2 separate regions of the Sus scrofa genome follow, and region 2 is linked to region 1. A link is a contact called in public HiChIP or PLAC-seq data. All regions are on one chromosome and are shown on one strand. The core of a region is the stretch at or near the end of the contact, and the rest is flanking DNA. Distances in the headings are between cores, read along the strand shown.

Region 1 (7,742 bases), core at 3,838-6,337:
GAAAGTCTTGCGAAATAGCCAAGGTGGAGCCCAGGAAACTTGAAAAAATTTCATTCTAGCACTGTTAGTGTGAATATTTGAGAAGCTAAATCTCCATTATAGTGATAACTAGTATCAATTGAGTACAGGCATACCTCACTTGATGGAGCTTCAGAGATGATGTGTTTTTCACAAATTGAAGGTTTGTGGCAACCTTGAGTCCCGCAAGTCTTTAGACTCTTGGTGTTACTTTTCCAATAGCATTTGCTCACTTTGTGTCTCTGGGTTATGTTTTGGTAATTCTCACGAGATTTCGACCTTTCTTATTATTATATTTGTTATGGTCATCTGTGATCTGTGATCTTTGATGTTGCCAGCGCAAACGGATTACGACTTGGTGAAAACTTAGCTGATGGTTACCATTTTTTACCAATCAAGTACTTCTTTTATACTGACATATAGTTGGTTTACAACATTATATTAGTTTCAGGTGTACAGCCTAGTGAGTCATTATTTTTATAGAGTATACTCCATTTAAAATTACTATGAAATAATGGCTATATCTCCCTGTGCTGTCAATACATCCTTGTTGCTTAGCTATTTTATATGTAGTAGTACCGCTTAATCCCATACCCCTCCATTTTGTTTTGTTTTGTTTTATGGCTGCACCTGAGGCCTATGAAAGTTTCCTAGGAGTTCCCATTGTGGCGCAGTGGTTAACAAATCCGACTAGGAACCATGAGGTTGCAGGTTCGATCCCTGACCTCGCTCAGGGGGTTAAGGATCCGGCATTGCCGTGAGCTGTGGTGTAGGTTGCAGATACGGCTCGGATCCCATGTTGCTGTGGCTCTGGCGTAGGCCGGCCACTACAGCTCCGATTGGACCCCTAGCCTGGGAACCTCCACATGCCGCGGGAGCGGCCCAAGAAATGGCAAAAAGACAAAAAAAAAAGAGAAAGTTTCCTGGCCAGGAACTGAATCCTTGCAGCTGTGGCAAGGCCTGGGTCCTTTTAACCCACTATGCAGGGCTGGGGATAGGACCCACACCTCTGCAGCAACCCAAGCCGCTGCTACAGTCAGATTCTTAACCCACTGCACCACGGCAAGGACTCCCCTAAATATTTATTATTATTATTATTTTGCCTTTTTTTAGGGCCACAGACTAGGGGTCAAATCCAAGCTGCAGTTGCCGGCCAATGCCACGGCCACAACTGCACCAGATCTGAGCCACGTCTGCAACCTACACAACAGCTCTTGGCAACGCTAGATCCTTAACCCATTGAGCGAGGCCAGGAATCTAACCTGCATCCTCATGGATACTAGTCTGGTTCTTAACCCACTGAGCCACAAGGGAACTCCCCTTTTTTTTTTTCCCAAACATAACTTTCATATGTACTGAGAAACCAAAAAAATTCAGGTGACTCACTTAATTGCAATATTTGATTTATTGCAGTGGTCAGGAACCAAACACACAGTATCTCTGAGGTACACCTGTATTGCTGTCCTTAAAGGTGTTAGCAGCCCAGCATGAGGAAGCTGAGCCTGGGGTTGATAAATGACCTGCAAGGACACACAGGAGGAAACCTGTGTAGTGAGAATTTGAACCCAGTTCAGGTTCTATGTGTCTCCCTGATTCCCTGAACTTTCACACTATGCTGAGAGTCAGCAGTCAGGCCTGACTGTGTAGGAGACTGATGAACCTCTCTAGCTGTCATGAAACACCTGTCCCCATTGAGATTTGCTTTATATTAAGCCGGGAACTTGCAGCATCTTGTCTGAGTCCTATCCCTGACTGCTTCTACCTGGAAGCAGCTGAAAACCTGCTACAGCTCCCTTCCTGCTCTCAAAAGAAAAAAAAAAAAAAATTCTGTTGGTTAGTCACTGTAAAAAATTAGAAAAATCCTGAAAAGCCCAGGAGGAAATTACAAAAAAAAAAAAAAAAAAAAGATTACAAAACTTCAAGATAATCTTTTTAAACAGCTTGACGCATTTCCTACACATACAATGTGTTTTGGTTTGGTTTTTTGGTTTTGGGGGTTTTACTTTATTTTATTTTTTTGCTTTTTAGGGCCCAACCCAAGGCATATGGAGGTTCCCAGACTAGGGGTCAAATCAGAGCTGCAGCTGCCGACCTACGCCACAGCCACAGCAATGCCAGATGCGAGCCACGTCTGCGACCTACACCACAGCTCATGGCAACAACGGATCCCCAACCCGCTGAGCAAGGCCAAGGATTGACCCCGCAACCTCAGTCGGATTCGTTAACCACTGTGCCATGACAGGAACTCCAGAAGTCACATTTCAACAGCTTGGGAGCCACAAGTGGCCAGTGGCTGCCTAGTTGGACCGTGTCGTAGTTCCAGGCCAGCCTTAGCTCCATTCAGTGACCAGCAGGAGCCTCCCTGTCCTCAGGTCACTTCCCAGCCAGTCTGGAATGCTCCAAGAGCGGAAGAAATGAAGAAAGGGACTTTTTTGCACCCTGCAAGGGTCCTGCCCTCCATAGTGGGAAGCAAGAAATGGAAGCTGGTGAGAATGTCCACAGATCTGGTGATGGTGGGCTTAGCATCATCTCAGTATGTGAGCCCAGATCACCCTCAGAAAAGACAGGAGAAGCAGAACTCACTTCTTTCTGCGAGCTCACCCCAAGGCTGCCATTGCAAATACAATGCAGATTATACTCTGCAGTCTGTTACCTGGCACTGATGTACCTGCCTAATCTCCTACTTTATTTCTCATGGCTGTGCTGTGGGACCTCAAGCCAAGCCGAAGCAACTAGGCACTCTACAAACAACTCTCGGGCATCTTCCTGCCTCCACATCCTGTGTATGCGCATACATTCCTGGCCGAATGTCCTGACCTCTTCTCTTCCCACCCAGTTCTTTTTTTTTTTTTTTTTGCCTTTTTTCTAGGGCTGCCTCCGCGGCATATGGAGGTTCCCAGGCTAGGGGTCAAATCGGAGCTGTAGCCGCCGGCCTACACCACAGCCACAGCAACGCAGGATCCGAGGCGCATCTGCAACCTATGACACAGCTCACGGCAACGCCAGATCCTTAACCCACTGAGCAAGGCCAGGGATCGAACCTGCAACCTCATGGTTCCTAGTCGGATTCGTTAACTACGGTGCCACGATGGGAACTCCTTCCCACCCAATTCTGAAGGCCCTGTTCTTCATCTTCCATGAAGGCTCTTTTAATGATTCCTGCTCGAAAGATCTTTGTCCCCCTCTGATATCTGCAGCCACTTACCAGCAGTAACCAGATGAGTGGCTCTGTTTTAGGACATGCCTTACTTGCCTTTCCCTTAAGGTTGTAAATACCTGAAGAACTAGGGTCGGAGTCTTGAGTAATAATAATGATAATAAGTGATGGTTAATATCTGTTGGGCATTTTTTTTTTTTAGGGCCACACCCACAGCACATGGAAGTTCCCAGACTAGGGGGTCTAATCAGAGCCACAGCTGCCAGCCCACTGCACAGCCACAGCAACACCAGATCCAAGCCGCAGTTTATGGCAACGCGGGATCCTTAACCCACTGAGCAAAGCCAGGGATCAAACCCACATCCTCATGGATACTAGTCGGGTTTGTAACTTGCTGAGCCACAATAGGAACTCCAGGCACCATGCTAAGCATTTTACATTGAAACCTCACAACAAGTCTCGGAAGTGATTTCCATTTTATAGGTGAGAAAACCAAGGCAAAGAGAGACCTGGTCCAGTCACACAGCCAAGGTGGCTTGAAAGCCAGGCAGTCTGAGCACAGAATCTAATCCCTTCCCACCCAACCCTGGGCAGTTGCCTGCCTCTCCTACAGTGATAGTTCCTTCCCTAACACTATCTTGGTGCTGTGAACTTGGTAGACTAATTACACATTTAATTATATGTCAACTACTTGAGTTTTTTTTCTGGAGCATGCAACAGGGTGTGAGGCACATTATAGTGATTTAATCGAGCTTTAAAACTTAGGAGTTCCCTTCATGGCTCAGCGGTTATGAACCTGACTAGTATCCATGACTATGCTGGCCTTGCTCAGTGGGTTAAGGATCCAGGATTTTCATGAGCTGTGGTGTAGTTTGCAGATGCAACTTGGATCTGGAGTTGCTATGGCTGTGGCTTAGGTGGCAGCTGCAGCTCCTATTTGGCCCCTAGCATGGGATCTTTCATATGCCACAGGTACAGCCCTAAAAAGACAAAAGTAAAAATAAAAAATAAAAAAATAAAAATTAGGAGTTCCCATCATGGCTCAGCAGAAACCAATCTGACTAGTATCCTTGAGGATGCAGGTTTGATCCTTGGCCTCCATCAATGGGTTAAAGATCCAGCATTGATGTGGACTGTGGTGTAGGTCGCAGATGCCACTCGGATCCCACATTGCTGTGGCTGTGGCATGTGTAGGCTGGTGGCTACAGCTCCCATTCAACCCCTAGACTGGGAACCTCCATATGCTGCGGGTGTGGCCCTAAAAAGACAAAAGATAAAATAAATAAATAAATAGAAGTAAAACTTAAGGCCCTGCACCTGTTCAGCTGATCCTTGCAGAGCCAGCGAGGCCCCTTCCTCCGTCTCCCACCCCCTCCTCAGCACCTGCAGCCCAGGGCTGCGCCCCCCAAAGGCTGCTCTGTAAGTAGACATCAGCTTTCTTCTGTCTCCAGCACCCCTTGTGCAGCGGAAGATAATGGATCTGGAAGACCATCCCCATGGGACACAAGAGAATCCCCCCTACCCCGCCATTTCTATCAACCTTATCTGCTCATGTGGGGCTCTCATCTCCAAGAGGCAATTTAATCCCCCTCCTGGAACTCAAAAGTCACATACCCATTCCCCAGGGAGCTGAGGTATTAAGAAAGGCCAGCGTTTAGGATTACTCTTCGATAAGAGTCTTGTTTAGACAAGATCGCGTATAAAAACTGGCCTGATCCCCACACCCCGGCTCTCCTTTCTTCCTCTCTTGCTTGGAAGATTGCAAGATTGTGCAATCCGCCCCAGAGACCTGGGCAATTTGCTTTCGAACATGCAAACCTGTTTCCCAGCCTTCAGGGTCGCCCTCCCCCGGGGCCTCCCTCCTCCCTCCCTGGGAGTAGCCGCTTGGGGCTCCCCTGGGGTTGACAGCTCAGATCTGTTTCTGGGCACTTCCTCCTGCTACTTGCTCATTTACATTTTGAAACTAGAGCAAAGTTCAGCCATGGTTGGCTTCCTGCACCCTAGGAGCTGCCCGATCCTGGTTAGAAAAAGCAGACAATAGCAACCTGGGAAACTGCACAGTATTTTGGCAGCAGGTTTCTTTGTGTTAAGTCTCTGGTTCTGCAATGGTGGAAACACCCAGGGATGTAAATAGCAATGAGAAAAGGCCACTTGTGCCACTCTTAGGTTTTGTGGTGGCAGGTTCTTTCCCCCATCCCCCAAAGGGTAGGTTGTATTTTTATTTTGCTTGGTTTAAACCGGAGATAAAAGTGTCCACACCCCGTGTTGAGGCCCTGGGGCCCTCCCCACAAGCTGTGAGAGTTCCTTCCTTCCCCCTCGCGCCCTGGCTCTTCTGTCTCAGCACTGTCCTCTCCCAGGCTCCCCGCCACCCCCTCTTTTTTTTAACCCCCTTCATTTTTGGCCGCCCCACAGCATATGGAGCTCCTGGACCAGGGATTAGACTGCGCCTCAGTCAAGACCTAAGCCACAGCATCCTTGACACACTGTGCTGGGGCCAGAAATCGAATCCAAGACGCCGCCCACCCAGTTGTGCCACAGCAGGCATTCCCCGGGGCCCATTCTGAAGACCAGTCACCCCAGCTGCAAAGCAGGGGTAACACCATTGCAGCCTCAGGAGTTGGGAGGGTTGAGGGAGGCAGCAAAGCTCCATGCCTGACGCCCAGCCTGGCTCGACAGGCCCGCAGCACCTCGGCTCAGCCATGCTTAGGGTGTGTTGTTGCAGGTCACAGGTTACTTGGATCCACGCTGTGCTGTGCAGGTGGGGGGGGGCATCTCTGGGGCCTCCCTTCCACACGGGTACACAGCAGGCTGCCCCAGAGGCTGGGCCGGGCCCAGGAGTTTCTGGTGGAAGCAGAGGCTTCCTAGTCTGAGCCCCGTCTGCCGGATTCCAGGCCAGGCCCAACAGCCCTTCAGTACAGAACTTTTTGTACATTCCACAGCAGCTGAAAGGGCTTTTGTCCCCACTCAGGAAGGACAAATGACAAAGGCAATTGTGTGTCTCCTCGCAGACCCACACAGCTTGGGAAGAGAAACTTCTTCAAGAGGCCAGCGCTGCCACAAATGTGATCACACAGCCTCGCAAGTGGGGAGCAGGGTGGGGTCTGGCTTCCCACGAGTGTGGCAGGGTGCACATGACGCAGACACACAAACCCGGAAACTGCTCCTGGTTAGACCAGCAGGCCCGTGAGCTGCAGATGCCACAGCTGCAAGGGGGCCTCGGGAAGGGCATCCCCCACCTGCCAGGAGCTTGCAACTTGATTATGACCCTTTGCCAGGCGGGGCCACAAAGACCACAACTTGTCACAGGAAACACAGTTCTTTCCACACGGGCCATTCTCATGAAGACCATTAGGCTGTGCCAGAGAATGATCAATGGAATTCTGTCCTGGGGTCCCTTCCAATGCATAATTATTTATGGCCTATGGAGGAGGTTGAAACTCTAGACAGCCCATGTGAAATCCATCACTTGTAAGGACGAATTCTAATTGAGAGGAGGTGGATCTCTCTTTTAGCCATTTTCTTTCTCCTTCTTAACCCCTTTCTCCTGTCACTGCCATAATAGGAGAGCTAAGGTGTGGAGGGTTTTAAATTTTTTCGTTAAAGGAGAAAGCTTTTCTTAGCAAAGGAAATGATGATGCATCATTTTATTGCCCCTTGAATGGAGTCACCTGACCTGTTGTCCTGGCAAATGTGGCTGCCAGAATGTTCGGCGCTGGGTTGGGGGATCAGTTATAACCACTAACTCACCCCAGCTGCGTCCGGTGCTCCTAGCAGGTGTCTGCCCTGGTGTTTGCTTCCAGGTTTTGTGTCTTGCTGTCCCCCAAATTTAAATACCATAAGCAATCTTGGTGCCGTGCAAGAAACTTTCATCAATTTGGACAGGTCGGGAAGCCTCAGGAGTATTTCTGGCTCTACCTGAATAACCAGTTCCATCTTGAGCAGGATGTCCCCTCTCTCTAGGCCCGGATTTCCTCATTTGAGAAACATGAGGATTGACCTGTTCATGTCTCTCAAGTGTGCCTGTTCTAGAATCACCTGGGACTCTCCTACAGATTTCTAGGCCCCTTCCCTGGATTTGAGGTGAGGGGGAGGCTAGAATTTATCCTTTTTTTTTTTTTTTTTTTTTTGGCTTTTTGCCATTTCTAGGGCCGCTCCTGTGGCATATGGAGGTTCCCAGGCTAGGGGTCCAATCGGAGCTGTAGCCACCGTCCTACACCAGAGCCACAGCAACGTGGGATCCGAGCCGCATCTGCAACCTCCACCACAGCTCACAGCAACACCAGATCCCTAACCCACTGAGCAAGGGCAGGAATCGAACCCGCAACCTCATGGTTCCTAGTCGGATTCCTTAACCACTGAGCCATGACAGGAACTCCCAATCCTTTTTTTTTTTTTTTTTTTTTTTTTTTAAGGCCACATCTGTGGCATATGGAAGTTCCCAGGCTAGGGGGTTCAATCAGAGCTGTAACTGCTGGCCTACACCACAGCCATAGAAACACCAGATCTGAGTGGCGTCTGCGACCTACACCACAGCTACAGCAATGCCAGATTCTTCACCCACTGAGTG
Region 2 (7,742 bases), core at 1,436-3,935, 510 kb before region 1:
TTAAATTTTTAAATAAGGGGGGAAAAGATATTTTATTTTTACTCACATTATTTACCATTTCCTGATCTCTCCAGCCCTTAGTATTAATCCAAGTTTCCATCTGGCATCATTTTCCTACTGCCCAAAGAACTTTAGTATTTTTTTTTAAGTTCAGGCCTATTGGCAACAAGTGTTCTCATCTTTTGTCTGTCTGAAAAAGTCATCATTTCACCATCATTTTAAAATTACATTCTTGCTAGATTAAAATTCTGAGTTGACTTCTTTTTCTTTCAACACTTTAAGATGCATTCCACTGTCTTCTGGGTTGCATTGTTTCTTACAATAAATCTGTGGTAAGCTTTATCTTTGTTCCTCTGAACAAAATGTGTCTTTTCCTCTGGATGCTTTAAAGATGTTTTCTTTGTCACTGTTTTTCAGAAATTTGATCATATTGTGTCATGGTGTAAGATATTTAGATCTGTAGATTTACAGTTCTCATCAAATTTGAGGAAAAAATTTGGCCTTAATTTCTTCAAACATTTTTTTCTGTTTCCTCCTCCTATCTTTCTAGAAGTCCAATATCATGGACACTAGACTGCTTGATATATTGCATGGGTGATTGGGACTGTGCTGTGCACTAAAACTGTGTGTGTTTTCTTATATGTAAATCAAAACTAAATATACTTGATTTAAAACAATAATATATACAAGCCCCCCAGCACCACTCATGGCACATAATAGGTGCTTAATAACTACTGTTTCTCATCTCCCCAATGCCATCTCTTTAATTTCCCTCTGTGATCCTGCTATTTTTTACACACTTTCAGTCTCTCATGTCTCTCACTCCTTTTCCTCTCCAAATTTCTCCCATCCTTCAAGGTGCATCTTAAATTCCTCCATCCTCAACGTTGCCCAGGTTACTCCGGCTCACAGTGCAGAACTCCTAAAGCACTCATCATTTGCTTCCCCAGAATTAAGCATTATTGTAAATTGACATGTGTCATTCACAAGATATGGGTGCATCCGTGCCTCGCCTCACCTTTGGTTTTGAATTGCTCAAGGATGAGTACTACTCTTCTCCCCTGCCACCTCATTACTACCTGTTCCAACACTGCCAATGGTGTTTCTCATTGTCCACTAACTGGGATGGAGCCTCCCAAAGGTCACAGAGCCCCACAGGGTCCTACCCTTGGCCAGCCAGCTCCTGAGGGGAAAAAAAAACCATCTGTAGAGCAACAACGTCTAAAGGAAAAGGGGCTTTGGAGTCCAACCATACTAGTCTGAATCTCAGCCCTGCCTGCTGCCTATCTGTATGACTCTGGCCATTGCCAAACTGAGCCTCAGTTTTCTCATCAGTTTCACGAGTGTGACTATTAGAATGAGGCAGAGAATTGCGTCAAACATCCGGCTATTATCTACTGTCATGACAGCTGGAGACATGAATGCAGCACAGGCCCCCAGCCTGGCAAAGCATACATGGAGCTGATACTCTGAGAACACCTAGACTTATGGATTTTTTGCCAGTCATGAACTCATTTCCCCAGGCTGTGTCTAAGGGCTCTGTATCCCTCACAAAAGCTTATTGTGTTTCTTCAGCCCCATCCACACATCTGGTTGCACTTACTGATCTAAAAATGTATCCGTCCTGCTTGCCATGTTCACATTTCAGAACATGGTGCAGCCCCAGGGGGAAAAAATTCATAAATACCATGCGTTAAAAAAAATTAATGCCGTGCATTTACATCCCTCCAAAAAAAGAAGGTCTAGGACAAGGAACATAGTGCCTGGACAGCTCTGCAACAGGCGCCTGGACAGCTCTGCACACCAGGGGGTGACATACCATGGTCCCTATGACTTGAACTAGTGGTCTGAGGCTAGGAACCCCCCTCCAAAGCAGTGAGGAGGACTTCCAGGGCAAGGAATCCTGAAAATAAGAGGTTCTTTTGACTGCCTGGTAAAGGTTTACTTCCAAAGATGGGAGGAATAGCAAGGTGAGGTTAACAGACAGGATGCTGAGTGGCTAAGACCATGCACTCAGTGTCTGTGGGTCTCTCTTACCCATCTGTGCATAAGTGCTTATGTCTCCACTGCAGCTAAGATTCTATGAATGTCTCTGAGATGAATGAGGCAGAGGTGTTTGCCTTTGTCTATGTTCTCAATGCCTATTACAGGACCTGGCATGTACAGAGACTCCACAATGTTTGTTGGAGAGATGAATATTTTAACAGTGAAACCGTAAGCCTCTGTTTAGATACTCACTTTGCCCTCAACTACTATGACATCAAACAACTTCATTTCTGAGCTCCAATTTCCTCATATGTAGAATACACAATGAGGCCTACACATGATGATTGTGAAGGTTAATAAAGGCCTCATTTTATTATTATTATTATTATTGCTTTGGAGGGCTGCACCTGTGCATATGGAAGTTCCCAGGCTAGGGGTTGAATCAGAGCTATAGCTGCTGACCTATGTCACAGCCACATCAACACAGGATCCGAGCCATGTCTGTGGCCTACACCACAGCTCATGGCAATGCCAGACCCTCAACCCACTGAGTTAGGCCAGAAATCAAACCTGCAACCTCATGTTATTAGTCAGATTCGTTTCCACTGTGCCACAATGGGAAATCTAGGAAGGGCTCCTTTTAAATGAAATCCAGAAGCCCTGAAGGGGAACTTGTCATGTACACACCATCAGTTGCATTTTATTTATAGTTCTGGGCAGAAAGAAGCTTACTTTACTACCCTAGTAGGAGGGAGGAAGATTTTCTCTTCTCCTAGCAACAGCCCAGCCAATGAGAAACCATCACCACTCTGAACTCTCACTTTCCTTGGATAGACATGCATTCAAAGCAGTCTCCCAACTTGCTCCTTTTCTCTATAAAGTTACATTCCTCTCCTTTGTCCTCCGGATTTTCCCATGGTTTTCCACAGCTTGCATATCCCATACTGCAACACATCTATGTCCACATAAACCGCTTTGCTGGTAAAATAACTGGCTGCTTTATTGTTAAGGTGGACATGGTCAAATGAGATGTTTGCAAAGTCCATACAGGATGACTACTACAGAGTGGGTGCTCACTAAATGGTAGCTATCATGGTTATTATTACATCAACAGGATTCTGCTTGCTGGTTTTTTGAAATGGCCATAGGAATTTACTCTCTTGCTTCTTTTTTTCCCTCATCCCTCACTCCCAGTACAGTGGTGCAGAGCCTGGATTTTCTCATTCAAGGGGCTGCCTCTGAGGATGAGACAAAAAGAACTTGCTTGTGTAGTAGTAGAAGAATAGATTCAAGTTAGAGCTGAACAAGGAGTATCAAAGACTGAAAGAAGTTATGAAAAAAAGAAGGGGGAACTTTCCCCAGGCAACCTATTAGACTACATAGATGTATTCATCAGTGACTGGCTCCTATCTTGACCCATGAGGAGCCGTGTAGGACTATATGACCTTTTACTTGATGGTCCCTACAGGCTAGGAGAAGCTCAAGGACGTTGTGATGAGGCCAGTGGGCTCCACCAGATGCTGTGTGTGTGATATGCTCTACAGTGACCTGTAGATCTCTGAAGTTAAACAGTTGCTGAGATGCATCAGTGCTGCCTGAAGACAGAATGAAAAGAAGTAGAGCCCTACCTTGTACCCTGTACCTGATGCTTGGCTCTGAAAGAGGGAATAAAGAAGGGCCCCACTAGATCTGCCTTCTCATGAGACTCCCATGTGCTGAGTCTTTCAGGAACTCTTTACAACCTTTAAAGACAACCCTGGGGCACCGCGGAGCGTTGCTGGGATACCGGCACAACCTCAATGGCCACCTGAGGTTAGGGCCATACACCTACAGCAACCCTGCCTTAGAAGGGGAAAAGAGGAGTCATGCTCTCAGCTGAGCTGAGTGTCCTCCAGAGGCTTTCCCACCAGTGCTAGAGACTGCCAGCCAGCTCCCAGATCCAGTTCACTAAGGGAGCTGGGTCCTTCGTTCTTGTTCAGAGAGACTGGGTTGGGGGTAGGTGGAATAAAGGGGAATGACTTGTTGTGAGTGAGGCTGGGGTGGAGGAGAGATAGAAAACCTCTCTGTGTGTATTACCTACTTCGCCAGCTCTGTCTGTGTCAGCCGAAGATGGGGAGGGCTGACCTAAGACTGGCAGGTAGGGTGAAGGGCAAGTTACATTCGCCTGAGCTGTGCTGAATGGACTTGGAAAGACAGACCCTGCCCTCTTGGGAACTTCTGGGATGAGGCACCCATTCTGTGCAGAGACCGAGTTTGTTTTCCTCACAATAGCTTCTGGCAACTGAGGAAGAAAAATGCTCTACTGTTGGACAGGATCCCCACGGAGACCACCTCAAGTCCCCAGAAGCAACTCTCCAGCAGGTGCCTCCACCAAGCACTTGGGCTGCCTCCATTCCCACTGCACTTTCTCTTCCCTGCTGCCATTCCCACACTTCCTCTGCTCTTACTAGTGACTTCCTGGATTCTTCCCCAAGGGCCATTTTGGAATAACTCTGCACCATCTAGACTTCTGCACTCACCTGACTGTATTTTACCTTTTACTAACTCCCCTTCCCCCTCATTCTCCATTTGTTTTGTTTCTCTGGGTCCTTTCCCCTGCTATGAAGGAGGATGTGTAATTCTTTGGTGTCTGCTAGAATACAGAGCTCAGTATACAATAGGGGCTCAATAAATACTTCTTGATGACTTACTGAAAGGCTGTACTATCTCATATCTTAAGATGCAATTCTATAAACTTAAAAGTTTCTGCAGAGCAAAGGAAACCCTAAACAAAACAAAAAGACAACCCACAGAATGGGAGAAAATATTTGCAAATGAAGCAACTGACAAGGGATTAATCTCCAAAATTTATAAATACCTCCTGTAGCTCAATACCAAAAAAACAAACAACCCCATCAAAAAATGGGCAGAAGAACTAAACAGACAGTTCTCTAAAGATGATATACAGATGGCTGAAAAACACATGAAAAAAAGATGTTCAACATCACTAATTATTAGAGAAATGCAAATCAAAACCACTATGAGGTACCACCTTACACCAGCCAGAATGGCCATCATCCAAAAGTCTACAAACAATAAATGCTGAAGAGGATGTAGAGAAAAGGGAACTCTATTACACTGTTGGTGAGAATGTTAATTGGTGCAACCACTGTGGAAAACAGTATGGAGATTCCTCAGAAAACTAAAAATAGAACTTCCATTTGATCCAGCAATCACAGTCCTGGGCATCTATCCAGGGAAAACCATGACTCAAAAAGATACATGCACTCCAGTGTTCACTGCAGCACAATATACAATAGCCAGGACATGGAAACAACCTAAGTGTCCATTGACAGAGGAGTGGATAAAGAAGATGTGGTACATATACACAAAGGAATATTACTCAGCCATTAAAAGGAAAGAAATAACGGCATTTGCAGCAACATGGATGGACATAGAAATTATCATGCTAAGTGAAGTCAGTCAGACAATGAGACACCAACATCATATGCTATCTCTTACATGTGGAATCTAAAGAAAGGACACAGTGAAATTCTTTGCAGAATAGATACTGACTCACAGACTTTGAAAAACTTATGGTTTCCAAATGAGACAGGTTGCAGGGTGGGAGGATGCGCTGGGGGTTTGGGATGGAAATGCTATAAAATTGTGTTGTGGTGATCGTTGTATGACTACAAATGTCATAAAATTCATTGGTTAATAATAATAATAAAAAAACAGGAAAAAAGATGCAATTCTAAAAAGTTTGGGTCCTAAGAGTACACTCAAGACTGAGAAACTTGGCGCTCCTTGGGCTCCAGGCTCTGAGTGCTCTGGGGCTGCTGCAGAGCACTGGACTAGGAGTAAGGGCATTGGGACTGTGTCCCAGCCCTGCCACCAATTTGTGTGTGGTCAAGAGTAAGTTATATAACCTTTCTCCCCATCCCTACCCATGCACTGGATCGCCACCTACTCGTATAGATGTTGTGAGCATAAAATGGGAGAGAGTTTTGAAAGAGCTTTGGTAAATACTGAGTAAATGAGGGAGATTATTCTCCTCAGGGGCTCAGGAGGGAGTCACTCAATACACCTTACGGTGATCTACTCTGCATCAGATACCAGGGGTGCAAAGATAAAGGTGCTTCAGGCCTGGCCCTTGGGAAGCTGGGGACAGAGGTTCACATGCTAACAAGAGGATAAGCGTTATAGAAAGGGAGGGAGGAAAGTGTCTGGGGACTCGGACCGGAGTGGCTTTTGAAGAGACCTTGAAGAGCCAGCAGATGTCACTGGGAAGGACAGAGAGGCAGTAGCACATGCCTGACGGTGGGCTGAGGGTTGAAGGTGTGGACGGGAGCAGTGAATGGTGCCTTATGGCTACAGCAAGGTGACAAGGCTGCAGGGGAGGTGAGCTCTGCTACTCTGGATGGGCAGAGTGGTGGTGAGGGTAGAGGGAGGCTGCGGAACCTCTCTGAGGACTCTGGGCAGGCACAGGTGCAGGCAGAGCCTAGAAACGCTGGGTAAGCAAGGAGGCCAGGCCTTCCGGGGAGCTCAGCAGAGATGGGCAGAAGCACAGCCTTTCCCCACTAAAGTGTCAGTCCTGTGAGATTAAGAACTTGGTCTCTCATCCTGAGCTGTTGCTGGCGCCTGGCACACAGCAAGTGCTGAATAATCAGTGTCTGGCTATGCAGCATGACTTGAAGGGCCCTGCATTTAAATCTGCAGTATTGGAGTTCCCATCGTGGCTCAGTGGTTAATAAATCCGACTAGGAACCATGAGGTTGCGGGTTCGATCCCTGGGCTCGCTCAGTGGGTTAAGGATCAGGTGTTGTCGTGAGCTGTGGTGTAGGTTGCAGACGCGGCTCGGATCCCGCGTTGCTGTGGCTCTGGCGTAGGCTGGTGGCTACAGCTCCGATTCAACCCCTAGCCTGGGAACCTCCATATGCCACGGGTACGGCCCTAGAAAAGGCAAAAAAAAAAAAAAAAAAAAACCCTGCAGTATCATCCAGGGGTTACAGTGGAGATCAGCATTATCCACAGTAGGGATCAAGAAACTGGGGTCACCTTCTCTTTTTCTTTCTTTCTTTTTTTTTTTTTTTTTGTCTTTTTAGGGCCATACCCATGGCATATGGAGGTTCGAATCAGAGTTGTAGCTGCTGGCCTACACCACAACCACAGCAATGCCAGATCTGAGCTGCATCGGCAACCTACACCGAACCTCATGGCAAGGCCGTATCCTTAACCCACTGAGCAAGGCCAGGGATCAAACTCACATCCTCATGGATACTAGTTCAGGTTGATTACCACTGAGCCACTATGGGAACTCCTGGGGTCACATTCTTAGTCTTAAAGATATGTCATATTAAATTTCATAGTAGGTGGCAGGGAGAATTGACCGCAAATCCCGAAGGCTAAAGTCTGTCTCTGCACCCCTCTCCCCCGAGGCAAGTACTGAGCATCAGGTCCTAAATCCTAAATCCCAGACCCAGGCAGAGTGGGCAGTCCAAGGTGGACCCACACCTAAATCCAGTCTGGTCAAAGGAACCTGGCTGGCACGTACAGGTCTTTCATGGGACCTTGGCCAGCTGCCGAAAATGGAAAGAACATGCTTCAATGGGCAAAAGCTGCCATCGCCTTACTTAGCAATGCACGTGTCTTTTGAAATAACAGATTTAAATAAGTACTGCAAACTGTGAAAGTGTGCGGTAAAAAAGGAAAGGGAAGGGGGTGGGAATAAAGACTCTAACAGACGGTTGCCAGGCCTCCCTCTGTGACAGGTG

The links. HiChIP or PLAC-seq counts read pairs in DNA pulled down with a chosen protein or histone mark.
Region 2: an H3K27ac HiChIP or PLAC-seq map of alveolar macrophages shows a contact between it and region 1. The contact joins two enhancer-like sites. A contact is called at or near these places in 2 of 2 datasets of contacts at active chromatin or transcription factors (alveolar macrophages and skeletal muscle).

Annotation. Positions count from the first base shown.
Region 1 is chr3:93,236,401-93,244,142 of Sscrofa11.1, reverse strand. No RefSeq gene overlaps it. Among named protein-coding and RNA genes, the nearest start is that of EPCAM, 55 kb to the right of the region's middle. Within about 2 kb of position 5,087, at least 48 of the 83 cell types and tissues checked have an H3K27ac peak or open chromatin away from gene starts, as enhancers often do. A contact at or near this core is called in alveolar macrophages, where this site is marked.
Region 2 is chr3:93,743,369-93,751,110 of Sscrofa11.1, reverse strand. No RefSeq gene overlaps it. Among named protein-coding and RNA genes, the nearest start is that of SOCS5, 110 kb to the left of the region's middle. Within about 2 kb of position 2,685, at least 1 of the 83 cell types and tissues checked has an H3K27ac peak or open chromatin away from gene starts, as enhancers often do. A contact at or near this core is called in alveolar macrophages, where this site is marked.